Regions from separate parts of the Danio rerio genome. Here region 2 is linked to region 1. The links are chromatin contacts, called in public Hi-C maps. All regions are on one chromosome and are shown on one strand. The core of a region is the stretch at or near the end of the contact, and the rest is flanking DNA. Distances in the headings are between cores, read along the strand shown.

Evidence for each region. Hi-C and Micro-C count contacts between places; a contact is called where the count stands out from the background.
Region 2: a Hi-C map of hematopoietic stem cells shows a contact between it and region 1, with 2.5 times the contacts expected there. The contact joins two enhancer-like sites. A contact is called at or near these places in 4 of 18 Hi-C or Micro-C datasets (caudal fin, embryo, hematopoietic stem cells and 1 more) and 1 of 4 datasets of contacts at active chromatin or transcription factors (caudal fin).

Annotation. Positions count from the first base shown.
Region 1 is chr9:43,405,500-43,411,609 of GRCz12tu, reverse strand. spegb (striated muscle enriched protein kinase b) reads right to left here. Exons shown (of 42, transcript XM_073913014.1): 40 at 5,563-5,638; 41 at 5,150-5,299; 42 at 806-3,754. The coding sequence ends at 3,541. Among named protein-coding and RNA genes, the nearest start is that of mir732, 4.1 kb to the left of the region's middle. Within about 2 kb of position 3,554, at least 4 of the 62 cell types and tissues checked have an H3K27ac peak or open chromatin away from gene starts, as enhancers often do.
Region 2 is chr9:43,449,721-43,455,830 of GRCz12tu, reverse strand. It overlaps ctdsp1 (CTD (carboxy-terminal domain, RNA polymerase II, polypeptide A) small phosphatase 1), which reads right to left. Exons shown (of 7, transcript XM_021479012.3): 3 at 4,702-4,803. Among named protein-coding and RNA genes, the nearest start is that of dre-mir-26a-1, 11 kb to the left of the region's middle. Within about 2 kb of position 2,275, at least 3 of the 62 cell types and tissues checked have an H3K27ac peak or open chromatin away from gene starts, as enhancers often do.

The sequences.
Region 1 (6,110 bases), core at 2,305-4,804:
AAAAGCTCAGGAACCAGAGCTAACCAATGACAAGCCTGTAAAAACATACAATCACCGGCCACCTAATTATGAACACCTGTACAACTGCTCGTTAATGCAAATTTCTAATCATCCAATCAAATGGCAGCTACTCAACGCATGTAGACATGGTCAAGACGATCTGCTGAAGTTCAAACCGAGCATTAGAATGGGGATAAAAGGTGATTTAAGTGAATTTGAACGTGGCATGGTTGTTAGTGCAAGACAGATTGGTATGAGTATTTTAGAAACTGCTGATTTACTGGGATTTTAACAGACAACCATCCCCTAGGGTTTACAGAAAAGGATAAGAAAAATGAGAAAATATCCATTGAGCGGCAGTTTTGTGAGCGAGAGAATGAGAATGGAGGAGAATGGCCAGACTGGTTCGAGCAGATAGAAAAGCAACAGCAACTCAAATAACCACTTGTTACAACCAAGTAAACACACAACGGATCCAACCGTGAAGCAGGAAACTGAGGCTACAATTTGCACAGGCTCACCAAAATCGGTCAATAAAAGATTGGAAAACATTGCCTGGTCTGATGAGTCTCGATTTCTGCTGCAACATTTGGATGGTAGGGTCAGGATTCGTGTCAATGTCATACCCTACCCGAATATTGTTTGTTAAAAATCAGTTTCCCTATAGAGAAAATGTAGTTTTTGCTTTCAGAATCTGAAACTGTTGTTTTCTGTGATGACATTCAAACCACTTTCACTTACTCCAATTCAAACCACTGAATTGACTGGATGATGATAATAATAAAAGAATGCAGAGTCTGTTGGGTATTGCTGACAGCAGATTTTATTCATGAAAAGTCACGTTTTCAACATATACACACTTCATTCTACTGTAAAACATTCATATTATCTCCACATTGTCACTGTTTTAGTGCAACATAATTCATTCCAGAAAAGCTCGGTTTAGTTTCACATTAAAGGGTTGCTCGGCATGACTGAAAGAGAAGTGAATGAACCAACACACCTCAAATAACATCAAATCTTATTCACAACAACAGAATTCGTTCCTCTTGATCGTGATTCCATTTTTTCTCGGTTGTAGTCCTCGCGCATATTTGAATAACCCCAAAAACCAAATAATAAACAAATTAGATAGAAGAACAAACCCAAAATGTTGCCATTTATGCAAAGTGGATGAAAATAAATGTGCGCGAGTATGGCAATAAACACTACACTAACAGTCATTCAATCTAAGCCAATAGTCTCAAACTCAATTCCTGGAGGGCCGCAGCTCTGCATAGTTTAGTTCCAAACACTTCCAACTCACGCCTGCTTAATAGTCTCTAGTAGTCTTGAACACCTTGATTATTTGCATCAGCTGTGTTTGATTAGGTGTTGGAGCAAAGCTGTGCAGAGCTTTAGCCCTACAGGAATCGAGTTTGAGAGCAATGATCTAAGCCAATATTTGTGAAATATAATGTGTTTTCCTGCGGTTTGAGGTCACTACCGGTTTTAAAAATAATCTAATAATAATTACACTCACATAGACCCATTTTTAGCCTATAAAATTTGTTGAAAAGTTATATTCACAAGTGTTGGAAAGTAACTTATCACATGTAATCTACACTCAAAAATATGATATTTGTTCAAACTACTTATTTCAAATGAGCTGAAACAACAGAATTATTGAGTTTTTGTTGCGACAGCTTAATTGTTTTATGTTCAATCTACTTAAATTTGTAAAAACTAGTAAGTTAATGTAATTTCTTCATGTTGTCCCAACACAAATTGATTGTGGAACCCAGCATTTATTACAGAGTAGATGTAATCTAGATGTAATCCGATTTCAAAATTGAAACACAAGTAGATTGAATTCGATTTTATAGTACTCGCCAGAGTATTATAAAATTGATACAAATTATTTATAACTCATTGATTTTTCCTAACTAAACCACACGTCTTTTGAACGCATTAAATTCAATGCAAACTTTTGCAGCTCAACATCTTTATGAAGCAGAAAATGAAATTAGTTTTTGTTTTCTTTTTGAAAATATCTGTACCATTAGTTTTACAGAGACCTTATTTTAACTTTAGCTAGTTTGTGAATATGATTTCTATTAGTTTTGTGGATGTGAATGACACAATCGTCATTTGTTCATTAGATAAATTAACTAAACAAATACAAAGAAATAAAATAAAAAACAGAATACTGACAGAATACTGGGAATCTATGCTTACCAAACAGGATGCAAACTGTTCAAAAATAAATCTAGATAAAACAAACTATGAAAGTAACATAATGATGCCTATAATATAACAAAGTCAAGATTAAAACTCCTATTTTTGGATTCATAAATTGTCAAAATGGACATAAGTCAAAAAAATACACGTTCTTCTAGTAATTAAAAATCTCAGATTTTTTTGTGATCAATATATGTAATGTATTTAATATTGTTTATGTGTTATTTAGATCAAAAATTAGACAGCTTTCAATATAAAGTTACTCTCATTCATGGGTATAAATGAATCTTACAGCAAAAACCTTCTTAAAATAATAAACTAAAGACTCTCAAACATTCACTGCAGCAGCTAACGTGTGTTATACAACATATTCTAGTCCCTTCAAAAAAAAAGTCACTTTTCTAAGACACATCCAAAGAGCTCTAGATAGTTTCCAGGCACATCTTAACCCATCTGATCTCTACGTGAAACAGCTTCAGAGTCTAAAAACAGAGTTCTGTCCATATGCTATTCACAGATGCATGCTGTATGCTACTGTATGCACTGAAATATATAATACATTCCTGGTCTTAGACTTCAACTTATCAAAAAAAGCGGATTAGCCAAACCGTACAGGGAATTCTTGCCAAAAAAATATCACTCCCTAAAGCTGTGAGGCCTTTTGATATTACAATAAAGTCAATCCACTTCGGTTTAGGTCAAAACACTTTAGCAAAAGACAAAAAAGCATCTCGTTTTTATTGTTTTTTTGTTTGTTTAGTACTGATAATCACTACTGTATAACAACTAGCAGTAATAAAAGTAATACTTATGCCATAAAAACTAGTTCAAAAAAGATGTACACCATTTTTTTTTGTCCACGAATCTCAAGGCCCTGGAAGACACCCAAAAAAAAAAAAAAAAAAACATCGACGTAAAATTTTTTGCATCAAGTGAAGGACTAGATCGCTGTCTTCTCGGTTTTGTGTACAAAATAGTCGCTTCTCTCAAGGAGAATGAGTCTAAAGTTCATCTGACCCCTCACTAGAGATTCAAACTGCTTTTGTTAAAAATGAGCGTGAAGTAAGAACAACATCCGGGACAATAAACACCGTGCATGCTGGCCACAGCTAATGGAGGTAAATGCACTGGATGTTTTGTATGTATGTGTGTGTGTGTGTGTGTGTTTCTGGTTTCAGAACTGACCCCAGCTTGGTTAAACTCCTGTGCTTGATCTGTGTAAACACACATTAAGTGGGATGTCCTGAGGTTGTGTCTCTCTCTGTCCGCGTCCTGAAGAACCCCGGAGCCGTGGCCTCATGTCTCATGCCGTGCTGGAGCTCACTGAGGGGTGGATGGGGTTTGTGGGTTGCTCTGGTAGGAACGCAGGAGGACTTTGTGCTTTGTTGCCTCTTGGGCTCTGATGTGCTGCTGCTGCTCCAGGAACTCTTTGAGGCGTGTGGTGGTGAATGTGAGAGTCTGTCTTCGCAGGCGCATCAGATATGCGTCCTGCAGCCACGAGTTGGTAAAGCAGTCCTTGATGGTCGGACGGGCCCTGAAATACATAGAGCAGAATACTACAGTTTATAGAAACCATGATTTATATATTTCTGATTTAATAAAAATCTGAAAACTAAATATTAAAATTAATATTCCTGTGAAATTTTAATTCTCTTTCAATTACTTCTGATTTAATATTTAACAGAGCAAGACTTTTTTTTTTTACAGTATTTGCAATTGTATTTTTTCTTTTAGAGTAAGTCTAATTTATTTAAGTTTGGCTGGAATAAAGACAATTAAAAAAAAAATCAAAATAATAAAATTAAATAGATATACATTTTGAAAGGTTATCTTTGAATCTTCCCTGTATTAAACAGTCCTTGAGATATATGCGAAAAGAAATTACCATACTTAGTGATTATGCCTTCTATCTATCTATCTATCTATCTATCTATCTATCTATCTATCTATCTATCTATCTATCTATCTATCTATCTATCTATCTATCTATCTATCTATCTATCTATCTATCTATCTATCTATCTATCTATCTATCTATCTATCTATCTATCTATCTATCTATCTATCTATCTATCTATCTAAATTTTGTTGATTACAATTATTAGGAATATTAGATTTTATTTGTCATTTTATGTAATAAAAAAGTATAAATTATATTATTTATTAATCTGTATTAAAAATACAAGCAATACTACTTTTCATTATGTTTAATATAATACAATACACTTTTTGTTACATGGGGGCATAAGATAAACAATTTTACAATAATTTGAAAATTACCAAAACTGTCACTGGCAAATTTAATTAAATTGACCCCTTTAATGTATTAAATAATTTTGACATTTTATTACATTTTAAAAGTGAAGTTTTACAAACTAATTTCGCGAGGAGCACTGGATATGATTGATCACGGCTGATCTCTCATCGGTAATCAGCAATAATCCAATCAGATTGATCTAAACCTACAATAAATAGATCGAATTCACCCTACTACTTATCTTCGTTTTGGGAGAATCCTCCCTTCCATTCCATATCCTCCTTTTTCTCCTTTTACCAGGGGGAGCTATCGAGACCTACCTGATCTCGGACCCCCTTACATGCTAATTTACCAGGCGGGAACCCTGGGCTCAATTATCCCCGAGCTCTCTCCCCAGACAGCATGTCAAACTTGCTAATAGCTCCAAGCAATATCTAAGTGTAAACTCTTGAAAACGCTTATGTATAAAGATTTGTATTTATTAAATCATTAATTGTGAAGGAAAATGCTGAATTTGAATTTCTATAATGTCACACTGCAAATGTAATGGTCCAAAAAGCCTTCATCCTACTATGCAAAAACTAAAATGTCTTGAATTTATAGGAAATGTGACCCAGACGTGGTCATTTACACATCTCAGATGAGTATTTCACACTGCACTGTTTTACTCACCAAGGGTAGCTGCACAGGATCTTTTTGATGAACAGAGAGGCACTTTGGGACACGTTTTGGTAAAGCTTACTGAGGTCAAACTTGGCTGCCTGTATTCTGGCCTCGGTCTCGGCAGGGTCATTTTCTGTGAACGGCAACCTCCCGCTAAGCCTGAATGGTGGACAGCATGACAAACGCATCAAGTTACACACTGGAATAGCATTCATGTCAAACACAATCACAGACACTGACAGATTACCAGCTCTAGAGAGCTTCTGAAATGAGGAGACAAAACACATGAGACAATGTCCAGACTCCAATGCTTACATCCGTGTATGAATTGCAACTCAATTGGAGATAGCATAAAAGTGGGAAAGCTTGACATGAAATGAACATTCATTTTCATAGATAAAATTGTAGAGGAAAACACTCACATGATATAAGTCAATATGCCAATGCTCCAGATGTCAGCTGGTGGACCCACCACATCTCCTTTCAGCATCTCTGGAGCTTCAGCAAACATCACAGATTAAAAACACATGAGAAAGTGTCCAGTAATGTACACTGCCTAACTAAAAAAAAGCCACAATCTGGATTTAAAGTAAATAGGTAAGAAACTCCAATTGGAAAATTACTCTATAGATGATAAAGTTTCAGCTGCTAAACAAGTTTAATCGGATTTATAAAGGTCAGATTATTGGGATGCTAAGAAAAGGAGATTGCTGAAACTACTAAAATTGGATTAAGAATTGTATTGTAGAAAACTGGAAACAGTGAAGAACCATAATCTTTGAAGCAGAAATATGGTTAAAAATCTTGAATTATCTATATTAGTGATTACTTAAATATCCAGTGAAATTAAATGATAAAAACAAAAGCAGAACTTATAACTATGTTTAATAGTAAAGGTATTTCCACACAAAATGTGAAAGTAACTAAATTGATCTAGACTAAAAAGATGTGTAGCCTTAAGAAAACTATT
Region 2 (6,110 bases), core at 1,026-3,525, 46 kb before region 1:
CAGATTTACGTGCTGGAAGCAGATCGAAAAACTCATATAAATCTATTTTACAGACAACTGGGTCAATGACTGACATGAGGTGTAAATATCTAGCGGATTCCAATCATTTTGACAACATTGCCACACAGCCTGTGAGTGATATTAGGATAGGTCCAGAAACTCAATCTCAAATGTTGAGATAATCACGTTTATGAGTTGCAGAGACATCAGGACAGTGTGACCTACATTTACAAACAACCAGATGAAGCAACATTAAGGGGTCCAATTCTTTAAGACCATGCTTGTTTTACTCTCTTTAAAAGCAAGAGTTCTCCATGAACATGAAAACATCATTAATTATTCAATACATTTATTCCTGTATGACTGTCCATCTGCATGCTGTTCATTTTCTGTGAAACACAAAAAACTTGTTTGCACTACTAATCCTTAATGAAAATAGCATCTGTTAACCTTAAAAAAAGAGCTGAAACACAACATAAATTTGTTATAAAAGCTATTCATTTGATTAGTATAGTATTTTTATGTATTAGTCCAACACCAACATATTTGTTCATTTCCTTTCCTAATCTTTATACTTTGAAAGATCCTTTAAATCAGTTTTTTACTAAATTTATCAGCAAGAAATACTACATATTATTTAAATAAAAACTTTGTATGGTCACCTTTATACATTTCATCAAGTGCAGGTTAAAAAAGTTTGGTTTCATTTTTAGATAAATAAATCCCTTAAAGTACACTGAATGATGATGGAGAATTGTTTCACTGACAATTTTGACTTCAAGCAAGCTAATGGAACATTAAAAGTGGACATTTTTGCATTTAAAGATTTTTCTATGTACACTACCCCACAAAAGTCTTGTCATCAATCCCAGTTTTGAGAGCAACAAATAATAACTTGACTTCTAGTTGATCATTTGGAAAAGTGGCAGAAGGTAGATTTTTCTCATGAATCATCTGTTGAACTGCATCCCAATCATCACAAATACTGCAGAAGACCTATTGGAACCTGCATGGACCCAAGATTCTCACAGAAATTAGTCAGGTTTGTTGAAGAAAAAATCGTGGTTTGGGGTTACATTCAGTATGGGGGCATATGAAAGATCTGCAGAGTGGATGGCAAGATCAACAGCCTGCGGTATCAAGACACTTGTGACGCTCACTCCTGCTCATACTTCAGCCTCCATATCAAAGTTTCTGAAAGCAAAAAAGCTTAAGGTGCTCCAGGATTGGCCAGCCCAGTCACCAGACATGAACATTATTGAGCATGTCTGGGGTAAGCTGAAGAAGGAGGCACTGAAGATGAATCCAAATAATCTTGATGAACTCTGGCAATCATGCAAGGTTTTCTTTGCCATTCCAGATGAATTTATTAATAAGCTGTTTGAGTCATTGCAGAGATGTATGGATGCAGTCCTGCAAGCCCATGACATTATATTTTATACTGTACATTATTTCTGTTATGTGACAAGACTTTTGTCTAAGCAATGTCAGACCTTACGGTCCTAATTAAGTAATTAAAATCAAGGAATGATGATCTTTTATTTTGGTAAAAATAAGCGTGATCTAGAGGCCTTTGCCTTGTGTATAAGCTACTTCTGATGCCAAATGATCAACTAGAAGTTATTATTTGTTGCCCCTAAAACTTGGATAGACAACAAGATTTTGTCAGGTAATGTATATAAATTCACTTAAATGGTATTTGATCACTGAAATTAAGATTTTTTTAAAGATATTTTAATATTTTAATGCAGACTCGAAATCTGAAATCTCTTTGAAATGTTTTTTTTTTTTTTAAGTTTGTGGATAAACTACTAACCATGATTTCTCTGAAAAATTTGTAACAACAACAAAAAAACACTTATATATTTAATGTACTCAATATACATTCCCTTTTTTGAGTATAATGGATTGTCAAAGTCAACAGCAATGTTACACTCCCATGAGGAAACTTTTTTTTCTTTCTGGCTTCCCCAAATTGTGCACATATTGTCTTTATGATGTCCTTCAGCAGGAGAAGCAAATCTTTTATTCTGAATCAAATCATGCATTAGCCACTATCTACAGTGCATGCATACATGTAAAATCTTCCTAAAACACAACCACTGGCTGCTCAAATAAGCTTACTTGTATTTGATAACTCAAAAAATTTGAATATAACGCGCATGTCTAATATATTAAAAAGTCAATTTTGCAAAGGGTGACTTGTAAACACACTTCCTCTTTTGTTCTTAGTTGTCAAGCATGTTGCTGGACAGTGCATGCACTCAAACATTATTACATTGTGAAAGACTTAGGCGGACATATTGCAATAGTTTAAACCAATCTACAAAATGTGCTCCAAAGTATTCGGGACTGCTGTGACCAATTGGTGTTTCAAATGGTTAACTAGATTACATGCTTCCCGAAGCAAAGGTCTTGTCCTAAACCAAGGCACTTGTTGAGTTTTCATGTTGCACCGCTAAAAACAAAAAGTCTCACCCACAGCGTTTTACACTTCTCTGGGAAATTAACATTAAATATATATATATATATATATATATATATATATATATATATATATATATATACGCATATTAAAACTAGAACTACCAAAGCAGTCATTTTAAACGCTTTTTAATTTATGCAATTTAACAAATTTGTTAAAATAAAACGCATATATCTATAGTACCCTGACATTTCATAAATGTGTGTATATTAATTCTAACCTTTTAGATTATCATTTTAATAAAATAAAAGAGTAATATTTTGAGTATTTCTACATTGAATGGCCATTACGTTCAATTTGACCACATCCACTTTAGCCTCTAATAGTTTTTCTTGTTCCTTTGACTAAAATATGACAATAGACCTTGAAAGCTCAAATCTAAAATCTTTATAGGATCTTTGATGTTGAATATGATGTAACAAAAATTGAATATAGTACAGTCTTATATGAACAGTCTGAATGACCATTCAAGTAATTATGAAGTGCTGGCAATTCCTGTGTTACAGAACGATAGCAAGCAATTATTTATTAAATGAATCAAAGGAGAAAAAAAAAAAAAAACGTTTGTTTCGGCTGTGTGCCTTCATCAGGTAATGATTCTTTAATTCTTGCTGCATAAAGGTGATGTAAGTTTGACACCCAGTGGTTGAACTAGGTATTGCATTCATGGTTCAAAACACATCCAAGCGCAGGTTGCCAGACTGACGATACAGAAAAGTGCCTGACTAACGAGCCTAAATTCTGATTTAAACCGTGTTCTAAACTAAAGCAACGACAAGTGATAGAAGCAATATTTTCCATATTAAAAGTTTTTGTTCTAATCAACACCTGAAATTTATATTTTAGAAATCGTTTCTATTTCTTGCACCTGAACAACAGAAAACTGACAATGATTATCTCAGGTACACCTCATGTGCTTTATTCAGTGTTAAATGCTAATAATGTGATTTTGAATGCCATATTACATGACATTTATAGCCATATACTGAAAGCAGCAGCAGATAGCTCACCTCAGATCTTGAAAATAAAAGAAACCATTTGAAACTGAACTTAAGAACTGTGACTCACTACAAGCCAACACACATCAGTGATTCAGCATGTACATTTAATAATGTTAAAGAGGTTTAATATGCATTAATTAGATTATAAACCTTACCATTCCGTTGGAGTGCAGTGAGTGTACTATTCTGTGCTTCTGAATGGCTGTATATAAATTTCTGTCGTATTTCGTCTGGTGCAAACAGCCAAATTGCTCATCAATGCAAATCTCATCATGTAGCATGTTGTTAGGACACAGGGCTACAATGTAACCAGCTAACCAATAACATTCGTAATATTTATATAATTTACCAATTAATATCCACCTCATGTGGAACTCTGAATCTGTGTCTCCTTTATAATGTTTCTTAAATATCTCCAAACAGATTATGATGTTTTCATGCTTTAGAAGAGTCAAAAACGTACATACAGCACCCTTAAATATTCAATAATTTCAGGTGTTCACAAGTGTTAGTAACATTGTGAAACAAATTGTTGATCTCATTTGTTTTAATTCTTAATTAAAATCAAAATGTCATACATCAGAAAGAGAGAAGAACTTCTTCGTTTCTTGTCATTTGAAGAAATTAGGTCACAATACCAAACTTATCTGGTAGAGTGTAGTGACTTACATTTAATTGAATAAATAGTATACAATAATTGAACGATAAATTGAAGAAATGGTTAACTCAAAAACTGTAAACTCTGTTGTCATTGCTCACCCTTATTTATACGCACGCATACACACACACGAAATTTTAAAACATTTTTATCAATGAAAGTTAAAAACAAAAGGGGACCATAGTGAATATAATTATGTAGTAAAAATAAAAAAAACAAAACTGAAATATTCACAAAATAATTTACAAAAGAAATGCTTAGAAATGAAAAGAAAAGTTCACAAGATGAGTCAAATTTCACCTTATTTATATATTTAAGTAAGCTAAACCTTTGAGCCTGGACAAGATAAAACATTTTAGCATCAAATAATGAATTAAGTTTTAAAGTTTTGATGTAAACACAAGCAATGTTGCTTAACGCCAGTATAATGTTTGACTCAAGTGTATCCATGGCTATGATAAGGTTAGTTAGGTTGCCAACAGCATGATATAAACTCACACCTGCTACCAGCTATAAACCAATAAGAAAAAAAAAAATAACTCAACACATTGGCCTACCTTGAATGAACTGTGGACTAGTGTTTCATCCAGATCAATTACTACGCAGATCTTCCCTACATCTTTAGACTTTATCTGTGGAAGAAGTGGTTTGGCTGGGACCTGTAATAAAAGTTCAAGGACATTGGTAAATAATTAACCAAGGTGGCATTTGAAACAAGAAGTTGTTTTACATTTAAAACACAGTACACATTATATACATTACCTATAAGAACATACAACTTGCACATAAGAAATACTAAGACTCCATGAGTCTCCTCTAATGTGCTAGTAGACAAGAAATCTAGTTTTATAAGTAATACGTGTACAGCTGGTTGCTATGAAGGCATGTACTGTATTGCAGACAGTAAAATGTGTCAACCGGCAAAGATTTTATTTGATATTCTATATGTTTATATGAGGAGCTATCAGTGGACAGAGCGGTTTCAAGTTCTTCACGTGTGAGAGCGGTAAAGTCACATGGAAAACTGTAAATATATATGACGTCTCCAGAAATTGAGAAAAAGCAAGCAACAACTGCACTAAAACTAGTTGAGCTAACTATGATGCCAAAATTGGATGGTATTAGTTTATTAGTAAATCTCCTATTATTTTAGTTTCTCTTATTTCCACATATGAATGAGGCCTGAAACAGATCGGAGTTTATCGGAATCCATGTGATATGTCTCCTGCTTACAAGTAAATGGGCCTTATTCCATCTGTGCCACATGGGAGACAAGAAAAAGATCAGAATTGAGTCACTTGGACCTTGTAATTTAAATGCAGCCAAAGAGCATGACTTCACTGTACTCAAATGACACCAATCCTAAGATATCAAAAACTTTAGGGTCCGTAAGATTTTTACAATTTTCTTGTTTATTAAGGCTGCATTTATTCAACTGTCTCCAAAATGCAGCAATATGAATTCTTATAACATTTTGCATGTTTTTAATTTAATATATTTCTAAAAAAAAAAAAAAAATTTCCGACAGCATATCTGTATTTTTAGCATTACTTTAGATTTTAGTGTCACATGATCATTTATAAATAATTTAAATTAGCTGATTTTCTGCTCAGTAAGCATGTAGTATTGTTGTTGTTGTTGTTGTTGTTATTATTATTATTATTTAGGGACGTCCAGATCCGATAACGTTAACTGAAATCGGGACAGTTCACACAGTTTCAGACTTGATCGTTATTGGACATTACCTCCCGATCAGGACACGAATATATATGTATTTGTATATATATAAATTATCATTATTTTTGAACACATCTATAGTTATGTGGTGGCACAAAGTTAGACCTTTTTCTTGACTTCACATTGAAACAGCACCAGGTGCGACACGGAAGCTGCTTGAAGTAGAAAGCGTGAGTATGTCTGCACTCTCGAGGTATTTTAATAAAGTTAATGACAAAAACATTGCCAA